Regions from separate parts of the Gasterosteus aculeatus genome. Here all the other regions are linked to region 2. A link is a contact called in public Hi-C data. All regions are on one chromosome and are shown on one strand. Each heading gives the region's core, a stretch centred on a gene start, on an enhancer-like site or on the middle of the called end of the contact. The rest is flanking DNA. Distances are from core to core; before and after follow the strand shown.

The links. A called contact is a pair of places that touch in the nucleus more often than the background predicts.
Region 1: a Hi-C map of tail fin shows a contact between it and region 2, with 2.7 times the contacts expected there. The contact joins the enhancer-like site here to the promoter of LOC120819579 in region 2. A contact is called at or near these places in 4 of 6 Hi-C or Micro-C datasets (liver, skeletal muscle and tail fin).
Region 3: a contact with region 2 is called in a Hi-C map of skeletal muscle, with 8 times the contacts expected there. The contact joins the enhancer-like site here to the promoter of LOC120819579 in region 2. A contact is called at or near these places in 3 of 6 Hi-C or Micro-C datasets (skeletal muscle and whole body).

Annotation. Positions count from the first base shown.
Region 1 is chr5:4,994,751-4,999,345 of fGasAcu3.hap1.1, reverse strand. No RefSeq gene overlaps it. Among protein-coding and RNA genes, the nearest start is that of LOC120819618, 43 kb to the right of the region's middle. Within about 2 kb of position 3,240, at least 3 of the 9 cell types and tissues checked have open chromatin away from gene starts, as enhancers often do.
Region 2 is chr5:5,230,959-5,235,426 of fGasAcu3.hap1.1, reverse strand. LOC120819579 (transcription factor Sox-9-B) reads right to left here and starts at 1,669. Exons shown (of 3, transcript XM_040177121.2): 1 at 835-1,669; 2 at 385-635; 3 at 1-201. The coding sequence starts at 1,262. LOC120819580 (a long non-coding RNA gene) reads right to left here. Exons shown (of 3, transcript XR_013467729.1): 3 at 4,144-4,240.
Region 3 is chr5:5,079,857-5,084,270 of fGasAcu3.hap1.1, reverse strand. No RefSeq gene overlaps it. Among protein-coding and RNA genes, the nearest start is that of LOC144408034, 20 kb to the right of the region's middle. Within about 2 kb of position 1,675, at least 1 of the 9 cell types and tissues checked has open chromatin away from gene starts, as enhancers often do.

The DNA.
Region 1 (4,595 bases), core at 1,991-4,490, 240 kb after region 2:
ACGGTCAGCTTCCTGCCAGGTTAGTCACCAAGTGATGTGTGAGCAGCTGGCTGTGAACCAGGCTACCTCTGTACAGGGGCTTGTTTGGAATAGATGCGGAAATTATAGGAAAATCATAATATTCAAAATCACACGTTGGACTTTAAGGCAAAGAAATGAAAGTGATATAGTTGCAATCAGTGGCGATAATGGCATCAAATATGATTCAAGAAAACTGAAAAGGGCAAGGAAGCCAGTCGATGTTGCACATCCATGGTATATTTGTACACTCATCTTGGTGAATATTTTGATAAATTAACATTGATTTTCATTGAAATGTAATATTTTGTTTCAGAGAATTATTTGATAAAGGTTTAGCTTTGCCTGAGGATGGGCAAACCTCCACCAAATGACTGTGACACGGAAATGTCTTTCTGATTAAAAATTGTTTATGGTTTTTACCAGCTCAATGGACCACACTGTCACTTCATTGATAATACATTATCAATTTACTTCAGTTGATGTTGCAAGCCGATGCCCGGCACAACCATTTGTCTGGGGTCTTGTTTCTATCACTGAATATAAACTCATCATTCACTCTCATTCCGCTCTGGTCTAGTGTCTACCTGAGTACATTTTTTTGATGGAGACTGTTGAATGAAACAAACGCACTTGAACGCCCTGATAACAGGAGTCAAAAGGGATGCATCTTCTATCTGATTTTCCTTCTGCAAAAACTGCCTCTTTTTACAATTGTTGTTGTGCGTTCTGTGTCGTCCAGCCTTCCGAAAGGTTGCTATGATGCTTGGCTCAGTCTTGGCCACCTGTGTGGGGGTGTGTGCACCTCTGTGTGTATGTGAGACAGCTGCTTTGGGGATAACCACAGCAGGTGATGACAGGGCAACCAGTTCTAATTAAAGACGTCTTCCAAAGGCAAAAGCGCTGATGTCAGTGACACTGCAGCTGCGAGGCTCATCTACTACATCTCCACACACACACACACACACACACAGTATTAAACCCGCCTAAGTTACACACCTGATGAAGGGTGTGTGGTGTGCAGGGGTTGAGGGGGGGCAGTGAACTGTCACTCATTGACTGTAGTGGAGGAAGATTACGTGCTGACTCAGGCAAACAGCTGATCGACAGCAATCATTAGCTCAAACCGGGGCTTCCCATCAGCTAGTAGCTTGGCTACGAGGACAGCAATACACCTGTACACTGCATTTAGACGGCAGCAATTGTTCTTTATCCGCAGGTTGGAAAGAAGCCAACGTAAACACAAAATATTGCTCTACTCCTTTAACTTCTTCATTATCTTGGGATTGGGATAACTTCAATTGGATGGACAACAAATCAAAGCAGCTGAAGTCGTTTAACTCAGATGTTTTACAGCAAAAGAGCTAAACTGGAATGCAACCAAGTTTGGTGGAATAAAGTGTCAACTGCTAAAAGAATGACCCACAGAAATAACAACAGAACATTAAAAGAAGATCCCACAGTCTCAATTCTTCTCAAACAGTTGTTAACATCAGCCTCCCACATTGTGCACATCTTTGTGTTCCCACCCACAGAATATAAGACTCTTGGAGCAGTATACGCGCCACCACAGCCGAGTCTCCAAAGACCTCCTCCAAAAACACATCATCTTTGATTGTGTTGCCAGTTCATGGCTTAAAAACACCATTCTGGTGTTTAACTATGAGGCCTTTATCATTCCCCGGCAGACCTCAACAGCTCTACAGGGACCTTGTGATGACATCATTAACAAGCATACTGGCTGATAATCCCTGAGATCATGTACTAAGTGACTAGCGCCAAATCCCATGGTGTGCGCAAGGGTGAGAGAAGGAATGAGATGGAGGGAACGAAACAGATGGATGAGATGGCACTACCAAAAGCGAAGGGCTTTTGTTCACCTTTGCTACAGAAAAGAAAAACAATCCATCTGGATCCAGACATGCAAATAGGTTAATTTGCATCAAAGATATTGGCGTTTAAGGTTTCCAGGGATATTGTTCCCAACGCTTGTTTTTGTAACTAACACTTTCTATTGCACCTATTCCTGCCAAAGAAATAGTCGATATACAAACTGTCAACCACAAACAAACAACTGATTGTTGAAGGATTGTTGCTGTTCTAAATGAAACACTCAAGATTGTATAATTTCTTTATGCAGCATATGCATTCATTAAAACAGGATTAGAACAGGGTATTTTTTTCATAATCAGGATATTGCAATGACATATGATAGCACTATGCAAAAAGCATGCAACCATTAAATCATGAACCATATCAAACCTCCACCAATTCTGTTAATGCACAATAATCTTCAGCATAGATGGACATATTCTAAGCAGTCAGATGCATACTGTCTACTCAGTATGCTGGTGGGAGAAAAAACAATCAAACTACATTTCCAGAAAAACTCTTGTCTACCATTTTATAAGCTACAGTGCGCCAATTATTTTCTTCGCTTAGTAACATTTACTAATTGGCATGACACTTAAATTCCAATTCACTGGACCTCGGGGCCATGTCATCAGCTTCAAGAGTTTTGTCCAAAAACTAGATGAACTAAAAGATCCTTAACGTGAATGCAAGCTATGCTGAACTTTATTGCAATCCATCCAATGGTTGTCAATACCCTTAATACAGACTAAATAAAAATATCTGAAGCTAATTTCTTGTTCTCCCCCGTTCGGGCATCGCAACAGTTTGCTTTTTTCATGAAGTTACTCACAGTGAACAATTCACAACTTCTGATTTCACTGACTCTATAGTGTCTGAACATATGGCAGCTCAGCCTGAGTTCTTCCTCAGAACACTTGGTGTTGGTTTCAACGCATGCTTCCAACTCAGATGGCGATGTTGTCTGCGGTGAGTGCAGTATCATAGTTTTACTGGGAGCTATTGGCTAACCCTTCAGTGCTCGTCACTTCCTCAAAAAAAAACAATAGCGACCCATCCAGCTATGGATGGGAAGGTTGTGAGAGAAAGACGGGTCAGTGCCCTCACACGCTGTGTATTCCTGTAAGAGTGAACACCTGTAGCTGTTGGATCCTTCTGGCAACTTGACAAATGTGTAGGTGAGAAAAAGAGGAGATAAATAGAGAGCATATGGTGTCAATGCTTCATATTTTTTTATTTATTGCCTCTAATTATCTCTTTCCTGTAACAGACATGCTGGGGCACATATCTGCTCCTGCAGGGAAGTGAACCTGGCTTTTACGTGGTCCTTTACTACCCCCATCAGACCAGGTTAGGAACTTCAGCTTAAAAAGACAAGTTTTGTTTCCAGTAATTAATAAAAAAGGTAACAGATGAATAAGGTTTCTTCCCCAAAGCCCTCAACGATTACAGTCTGTAATCCTCACACAGTATCAATTTAGGGGGTCAGGGGCCTCACGTGACCAGAAACATCACTTCTTAACCCTAAACAGTGAAAAATGGTGTGCTGTAATTAGCTGAGTTATGGTGGACTAAAAGGCAGCAAGGCCGAGATCCTCCCTGTGGCACTGGCACGGAATGGAAAGTCTGTGGCAGTCAGTCTGAGACTGAGGCAATTCTTTCTGCATAAAAGACAGCATTTTGCTCAGTATCAGCTACTAATATACAAATGAACCACATGGATAATTACCATCAGACCCGAAAAGGGAACCCAGATAGACGAGCAGTTATGCCACATATGTGCTTCTGAGCTGCTACTTTGCCGCATGCCATTCTCATGCTCTCTCTCCCCTCTGTCTCTCTCCACCATCACTGTCAAAAAATTCCCTGCCGAAATATATCTTAAAAAAGGGCACATTTAAATCATTGAAGGAACTGAAGGAAAATGCAATCTCTTGCTATCTCCCTGTAAAAGGCAGCTGGACACCTGTACTTGTACTTGTTAGCAACTATCACAGGCCCGCTCTATTCAAGGCTCACCCACCTGAGAGCAGAGGGGCAGAGAGAGGATTCAATGCAGAGATATAAAACAACCCAAAAGCAAGCAGACTTCATGAAAAGGATTGTATGAATTAGGTCGCTCCTTGTAGACCGTTAAGCTGAAGCCGCTCTCCTCCCACACGACTCAACTGCCTATGTTTTTCATCGGCTCTTGAACGCACCAGACCACAGTGCACGGTCATGCTTTGCAAATTAATGTTTACGTACAGTAGCTATGAGACATCAAGAGAACCCTAAGAAATGTAAAATGCATCTCAAGTGTGATGGATTACCTATTAAAAGTTGAAAAAGTCTGCAACTGAAATCATTATGCTCTGACGAATGGTCCCCATAGAAATACATGTTGGAGACACACACTGAAATCTCTGTACGAAGCACTGACATCAGAAACCGTGCTGTCTGCAGACATACACACACACACCACCAGTCACGACTCATTAGGATAAATTGTTGCAGGGGGAGTATCAGTGTTCGTGTCTGGGCTGATGGGGGGGGTTTCAGCCAAGCTTTTGGCGATCACGGTCCTGATTGAGCACAGTTTGAGGCTCCGCGTCTCCCTGTAGGAATTTGGCAACCACGTCAGTACAAGGGCCTGTTATGATAAAATTGAATTTCAGCTCAGTCATGGTGCAATTTTTTCTGTCGCAATGTGCCTTGTGCAGAGT
Region 2 (4,468 bases), core at 420-2,919:
CGTTGACGTCGAAGGTCTCGATGTGGGAGATGACGTCGCTGCTCAGCTCGCCGATGTCCACGTCGCGGAAGTCGATGTTGAGCTGGCGGCCGCCGGTGCCGTCGGACAGGGAGCGGATGCCACCCTCTCGCTTTAGGTCCATCTTGCCCGAGCTGACATCAGTCTTTGGGGTGGTGGGAGGAGTAGGGGGGCCCTGGGAGCCTGAAAGTGAAGGAAACATGACACATTAGATACTGCTCTCTATGTTCATTCAGTTTTAGTCATTTTAAAGCAACTGATATGATAATACATTATTTACCTTTTTAAGATTTTTTTAAACATATGGAAATATCCTTTAGAGAAAAGACGGAGCAAGGCATTTAAAAACGCGCTATTCCTGCTCACCTGAGTGCTCACCCGGTGAGTGCACCTCTCCCATGCTGGAGGCTGGGGAGTCCGCCTGCTGGAGAGCTTTGAAGATGGCATTGGGGGAAATGTGCGTCTGCTCACTGCCGTCCTCCGACTCGCTCTGGCCGTTCTTGACGGACTTCCTCCGCCGGGGCTGGTATTTGTAGTCGGGGTGGTCCTTCTTGTGCTGCACCCGGAGCCGTTCGGCTTCCTCCACAAACGGCCGCTTCTCCCCTTCATTCAGAAGTCTGCGCGTAAAAAGCACCAACATATGAATTCATGGATTAAACAAACTGCCATCTACTTGTACTTTATGTGTCATTGCTCGACATTATACAGACGATTTGGTGTGCAGATACAACGGAGGTCGATATAATAAGACACCAACAACTCTCCTTCCATCGTAATGTGTGTGTTACAGCTGAATAGCGCAGCGTGCACACTTACCTCCAGAGTTTCCCCAGAGTTTTGCTGAGCTCTGCGTTGTGCAGGTGAGGATACTGATCAGCCAGCTTCCTGCGCGCAGCCTGAGCCCACACCATGAAAGCATTCATCGGTCTTTTCACGTGAGGCTTGTTCTTAGAGGACCCGTTAACGCGCACTGGCATAGGCACAAGAGTCCAGTCGTAGCCCTTGAGCACCTGGGACACTGCCTCGCGGATGCAAGCGGGAAATTTATCGTCCTCATCCTTCTTAAACTCTCCATCTAGACCGAGTAGCCCGTTCTCAGATGGCCGGGTGTTCTCTGTGTCGGAGCCCGAGCCGGACGGGCACGGAGATCCCGCGGAGTCCTCGGACATGCTCGGGCTCGGGGCGTCGGAGAGACACTTGTCTTGTTCCTCCGTCATCTTCAGGTAAGGGTCGAGGAGATTCATACGAAAAACTGTGTGGTGCCAAATTACGCTTGAAACGAAGGAGTTTCTACTGCTCTCTCGTGAGAGGTAAAACGTCCCTAAATGGACCACCTTTTTCCTGTACAACTTTGATCTTTTAACTTAGAGAACCGCACCGAAAAACGACGACTGGTTATCTTTCGCTCCGGTGCGTAAAACCGATTTGGAGCGAGAGTGTCTTTACGCACGGGTGTCCGATGGACTCCGAGGAGGAGTGGGTTTTCTGCGAGCCGGCCCGCACTTAAAAAGGGTAAAAACAAAAAGAACAAGCCAGCTGGTTAGAGTTCACTCTTAACTCGGTAGGATGAAACGGTAAAGTGCTCCTCTCTGGTCTCCAAGTACAATCCCCAGAACGTGTGAGTGCTTTGAACTGCAAACCTCACGCATGGGATCTTTATAAGACCGCTGCCATGCCGCACAGGAAAGCCCAGATCTGATTGGATAACAGAACGTGACGCCAAACTGAAGGAATTCGATACCGCTTTTTCCCCCACCACTAACCAGCACACAAAACACACACTTTCCCTAAAACACGCACACACGCACACACGAGCCAGTCAGTATGCATAGAGCTTAATCCGGCTTGATTTTCCAATAGATTATAACAACGCTTTATGGTGAAACATTTTTACAACTGCAATTTAATCAGACGAACGGAATACATTAATTAATGCGTCTTCTACTTTTATAGAGGGAACAACTTTTTTGTTTTTACGAGGGGAAATAATGAAATACAAATTAGTTGCTAAAGCATGATAAGTATAATTAAGCCCGAGAGAAAACGATATCATAGAGCCAATGCAATTTTCGTTATTCTGCATCATAAACAGCCAAAAACACTTAATATTGCTACATTTAATTTAATTTTCTTCTGTTTTAAAATGTCCCTCTCCATGCCGGCTCTATACAGTTACCCCCTGTGGTCAATAGGGGGAGACAGCAGTCTAGGAACACGGAAAGTTTTCCCCCTTCCCTTGCTGAGAGTAGGCAAAGGCTGAGGGTGGACGTGTGGGGGGGAGGGGGGGAGAGGGAGCTCCAGCTCGAGCAGACTGCTGCAGAGCAACAGCTGGCGTCTAAAACCAGCTCCTGATTCATATCGCTCATTTGATTTCCAGCAGCAGAGCAGCGACCCGGTGAACAGCGATTTTTGTGCAATTTGGGACATTTTTTTCAAGGTATCATACAGAGGCAAACATTTGATTAAATGTTTTACTGGTATCCTACTATTTTTGTTAACTTTGCAAAAGAACGCACAACACATTTTCAGCATATAACCAGTGGCAGAGGAGCAGCGAGGCCTTTCACTATAGCAAAGGTTCTGCATTCCAAAACTTCACCTATTTCAAAAGTTTAAACCCATGGTGTGAGACATTTCTAAAATAAGACGAAAAAGTCTCCCACATCTGAATAAAACATAAGAGCGCTAATGCCCAAATGTGGGATGTCCTCAACAAGTGGGGAACTGCTCCAAAGACAGTGAATTAGGAAAGATGTGACTCAGGGCAATGTTGTGATTTTTTTGACTTTTTTTTAGGCCTTTTAGTGTCGCAGGTCATTTTAAATACTTTACAAACTTTTGGTAGTGTAATCTGGTAAAATACATAATATTTCTACTTGGAATTAAAAAAATCTTAAAATGCAAACTAACCAGTAGATATAACTTTTGCTGTTTAAATGTATTGGAGTGGTACATGCAATATGTCCCTCCAAAATGTAGAAGTTGCAACAGATAGAGGTAGTCGAGTACATGCACCTTCAAATTGTACACGAGCATAATACTTGAGTAAATGTGCTACTTGGTACTGACAGCTGTATTAATGTGCGTCATCAATGAGTGTATTTTCACCTCTCTGAACACACCGACACACACACGGCCCCTTTGTCCTCCCTCTTCACCCGAACACAGTGCGACTCTCCAATCCCAGTGAGGTGAAGAGCTCTGCTCTCTGATGCTAACCTGCCTGCACACGCCCCCTTCTGATTGTTTATTATGCTTTGTGGAGATGTGGAAATGTAAATCTCAGTTCAGCCTAATGTGGACAACGTGTGCTACCTGAAGTTGCTTTTAATAGCTCACAGATGTCACGTGGAGCTATTTTCACCGCTCCGCCTGCTCGGCTGCTCCGGAGCTAAATACACGGATCCCCTCTCTACCTCCCCCCACCCATCAACAGATAAAACCCTTTTTCTTTCTCTGCATTATGTTGCTTGTTTGTATTCACTGCTTGAACTCTGAATCACACGGTGATGCTTTCTCTCCCACGATCATAGGCCTGTGGTTCCGAAACACTAAAGGCCTAACATGATTGGCCTCGTCCACCCCCCCCGGACAGTTTATTTACACAGGACAGGCTTATTTAAGATTCTCGCTCTGAACACAAATAGGAGGGAGCAGCCTGGCTCTGCGTTAATAGCTCCTGGGACGACGCTGCGGTCGAGTGCGCGCTGCGTACCGCTACACAAGGCCACCGAAACACCATCCGTGGAGCTGCAGGGGCGTGTACCACTCGCAGAGGGGTGGAGTACGCAGGACTGCTGTTGACGGAGTCTAGTCGGGTAGCAGAACTGAGAAAAGACGGTGAAGTAGAATGACAAAGGGGAGGAGAGGGGGTAACAGAAGTGTAGGTGGGTGTAGGAGAAGGAGGGGTGTTTACAATGCCAAGAGAAAACACAAGAATTAGCAGGAAGGATAATATCAGAAAAAGTCTTACTCGACACTGTTATAAAATCATTAAACAGGGCATTTATTAAATAATACTTGCAAGCAAGAGCAATATTTGACAACATAGACAGAGTCTTCAAGGCTTCTTATGGTCTTCTCCAGCGCCAAAATATATAGCTGAAAGATAACATGATGAAACAGGGAAGGCTTTGTGCACGTGTCCAGCCTTGGGCGAGGCATACATCTCTGCACCACAAGACATCGAGCGGTCATCTGGACATCGAACATCTTATCTCCGCTGAAAGGTCAGACGCACATCTCATTGTACAAATGGTACAGATATAATATTGTCTGAAACCCCTTCTGAGCATAACATGACATTATTGCAGTTGTGAGGAGCGGCTGGGGTACCACCTGGGAGCACACCTCAAACACACACAAATATATACACACACACAGACGCACTAACATTGTAACGGCATATGTAACCTTCACTCCCACTCGCCATCTTGTCAAAACTGTAAAA
Region 3 (4,414 bases), core at 426-2,925, 150 kb after region 2:
TACATGTGCAACAAACTAATCACAAATTGGGACTTCAATGGAAAACAAAGAACATTGATTTTGAAACCGTTACTTCTTCGTCTGTTGCATTTCTAGTCTGGATTTTGCATTCATTGTTATTTTCTTTCACTTCTCTTTTTTCCAACATTACCAACTTCTATGAGGAAAAAACAACCGTACCACGGAATGAATCACCTACAAACATCAAGCTATTTCATGATTTACTCAAGACGTCTACAGCTGACCATTATGTTAACCTCAACACCTACAAACATCTGTTTAAGTGTCCTGCAGAATCACACTACTAGCAAGTAGCCCAGTGTAAAAATGTAATGTAAATGTACAATACATCGCCTGCAGCCAAATGCAAAATAAAGACCGAAAGAATAAATTCCATTTCAAACAACATCGTTTATTTTTCAAACATAAAACATACAGTACATATTATCTTTAAGGAAGGGGCTGGATGACAGATTTTTCTTTACCACGGGTGGGCGGATTAATTAATTAGCATCATTAGACTCCTGACAGTGAAATGAGCCTCATTAAAGAGAATTAGATGAAACACACACCAGCTAGTGCATGTAAGAGAGGGGAGAGTAGCTGCAGTGTGTGTATGTGTGTTTGTGGATGGAAGAAGGTGGTGTGGGATAAAAGGCAGACAGACGATTAAAAGATTGCATGAATGAAGAATATCATCGAGCTTTGAAATACAATAGCTTCACTGGCATTTGATCATGCATTGCGGTGATCCAAATAACACAAGCAACAGGACTGATTTAATAAGCCAGTGGCGTCATGGCTGCTGGCCTGGTAATACGACTCCTCATGGGAGTTTTGCCCCCTCTTGTGGAGCCGAGTTAAACTGTTACAGTCAACAAAGTTGGAGTTTGTCCAATAGGGATACAGTGCAAGAAAACCAGCCTGGAGCAGGGATTGCGTCTCGTATTATAAATTGTATATTCAAAGAGGAAAAGATTCAGTTGTTCTTGCATGTCGACTTACAGTTTCAGTGCATTACATCAGTGGTTCAGTACTGCTACCCACACACTACAGAGGAAGGCACTAACGTCTCTCTGTGGTGAGGGAATAATTGCAGTTCTTCAGTGATTGCTACCACTACTTACTCACCAAAGATCACCTCTCCTGTATTTGTCTTTCCATTCTGGAGGACAAAAATAAACATCTTCAATCTGGGTTCAAACTGAGAGAGCGTGATGCATATGTTTGCTTCGGTTCTGCATTCACCTGTGTTCTTTCCTCTAACTGTTCTCCCAGTGGCAGCACAGCACACAATCCCTTTAACCAAGAGGCCACACCAGAGCTTCAAGTTTTAGCAGCTGGGCAAAGACATTAAGGGCCAGGAGGACAGGAGGAATAGCAGTGAAATGAATGAGGGAGAGACAAGAGAGCCTGAGGGCCTGAAGTCACTGAGTGAGGGAGAGAAGAAAAGGGACAACTAATACGCTGTAGTGGAGCCGAAAGAAAATAAAAGAAACAAGAAAACTTGCTTCTTAGTGATACAAGAAGCTTCTAGCTTCAAAGGCGCTAACATCTGCTCCTAGTACAAGCCCTACACCATGCCTTAGTGGAATAATATCAGTCACCGACATGAATGTAAAGACATTTATTATTTACTGACTCATTTATTTTTAAACTTTTCGATTCCATAAAGATTATTGATACTACTACTGATTTGATTTACTATTAACAATAGTTCATCATTAGATTAATTACCTGTCATGGTGTAAGTAGCTTTTCATAATTGTTTCTCATATGAGATGTATGTATTTGGTTGTGTGTCTTTGTATCTGTCTGTCCACAGCTAATCTCTCACACTACTCGATCCATCAGCCCAGTATTTTTTTGTACTCATTTGTGACTGTATGATCAGGGACCTCTAGACTCTAAACATATTTATTCACTCTTTTCACCATAATAGACAGCTCATTATCGACTAGGCGTGGGCGGTTTGGACTGTTGTTTCACCCACTGTTTAGTAATTGTTTCCCTCTTGATTTGCTTGCCAAGCGAGACCAGTGTAGAGCTTGTATGTCTCTATCTCTGGATTCATAACTATTGTCTATCAAACGAGTGAACGGCCCACGTCAGTAGGAGGAGAGTAAGTCAATGCACTTAGTATTGGCGCCCTGTATGTATCGACAGCTGGTCACTGTTACACACGTGCTAACTGAGGCAACAACTGAGAAAATCTTCACCAATTAGGCATTTTAGTCTTCTAAGGTCTAAAGTCTTATGAGGAAGAAAATGCAATCAACAAGGTCCGTTAGACCTTATGATACACATGTTGCATTTTGGGTCACAAACTAAACAGAAACATTTGTTTTTGTTAAGAAGACAATTCCACAGTGCACCTTTAATTTCAGATGAATGCAGCCTGACGAGTGCTGCCAGCAAACTATGTTAAGCCATTAAATATACTTTAAGTAGCAGAAAAGAACTCTGGAGCAGAAATTTGCAGCCATCTGCTACATGGATGAATGGTGGAATGCTAAATTTGCTAAGAACAGAGCACACCATAACCCAAGTTCTGTGTGTAGTGTAACGTGATCAACTTAACATCTGTTCATTTGTTTTGCATAGACCCTTGTTCCAAGAACCCAGGTTTCTGTATTTTATTTTAAACTCAAAGTTAGAGAACTGTTTCAAACCCTAATCCTGAATTAGAGCCTTCCGTGCCTTATTTCGTTATGAATATGGTCAACAGCAATGCTCACAATCATCCCTCATCATCACCCATTTCTACAAGTCGTTTAGCCGGGGGGAAAACAGTGGAACACACTCAGAGGGGCGTTGTAATTTTGCAGAGGTCCTTAATTGCATCTGATAATTGGTGGCTGTTTTAAGAAAATCGGCCGAGCTATCAGTCACCTAAATGGAGCGATGGAGGGGCCTGGTCTCACGCTCTAACAGAGCAAGGGGGAGCAGGGCTGTGTGTTTTTAGGGTTCACCGGAGTGCTTTTGGGGTCTCGCAGCTTTCACCCAGCCAGCTTCCCTGGTGGTCAGCCAAGAGCAATGGCATGGCCTCTCAGGGAAGCAGATGACTCAGATCGCGAGTGTGTTTCTGTCTACCGACTCCATTTATTTTGCTCTAAACACACTTCAACCTCAAGTCAGATGGAGCTGCACTTGAGTAGGCACTTCATTTCCGAGTGCTTTTGTGGAACTGAAAGGTAATGAGCAGCGCTACTACTGCTACTCCCAACAAACAGGGGCTGACTGATCGTGAACTGAGCGTTTAAAGGCTGACATCAAGTGATGAATAAAGTGTGCTAACTATGGCTTCACATACCAGCTATATAGCTAAGGCACAACAAACATATCAAGCTAACTTTTATTCTTTCTTATATGTAACTGGAATAATTAAAGGATGCACTACCTAGATATGAGATTTATCTTTTGTATGCAGAAAATAAGGTTGTGTAGATAATTTGGACATTTAAAAGCCAATTAAATTCATGTCAGTGTACCGTCTTGTCAGAACATTACAAGGGGCTTCCGTAACTGTATGACTACTTTCATGAAGACTCCCTGTAGAAGCCATTCCACTACATTTGTATCGTGCATAATAAAACTGCCTTTTCTGTTGATTTATTTGTGATGATGTAATGATGACGTCAGGGGGCGTCGGCTATTTAAATGTCACCTGAGTAAGGCCAGGTGTGTTTTCTATTTCGAGAGCGGAAAGAGATACTATTTTTGACCGCATTACGCATTGAATTCTCCTTTTATTTTGAGTGTGATTTAGGTTGGTTTTTGAAGACAGTTTCCATCCGTCTGGTGAAAGAGCTTCGATCAGTCTGCACCACAGGTGGATTTAAACTCACCAAATGGACCAGTAACAGTCGTGCAGTCCTTGCCTCTGTTCCAGTGGAAGAGAGAGCAAAGGAAGTCAAAGATCTAGACCTCGACAAAGACAAACTGCCCATCGAAAGGGCCCTCGGCATGCGATGGGACATTGAGTCAGACACTTTCTTCTTTTCAATCACCCCAAAACAACCATCAGTAACCCGCAGAAGCATTTTATCGGTGTTGAACTCTGTATACGACCCCCTAGGGTTCATAGCGCCAGTAATGCTGACAGGGAAAGGAATACTGCAGGACCTGTGCAAGCTAAATTGTGGATGGGATGAAACAATACCAACTGTTTACACAGAGAGATGGACGGAATGGCTAAAAGATCTTAACCTGATTTCCAGCCTAAGAATCAGGAGATGCCTTAAGTCACAAGATTTTGAAGTTGCTAGAGCACAGATGAACCACCCAGGTTACGGGACAGTCAGCTACTTGAAACATGGCAGTAAAGTTGGACTACCTCACATAATGTTAGAATGAAAGGCCACTGACTCGTTTTATTGAGCACTTCTCATCATGGAACAAATTCCGATCATCA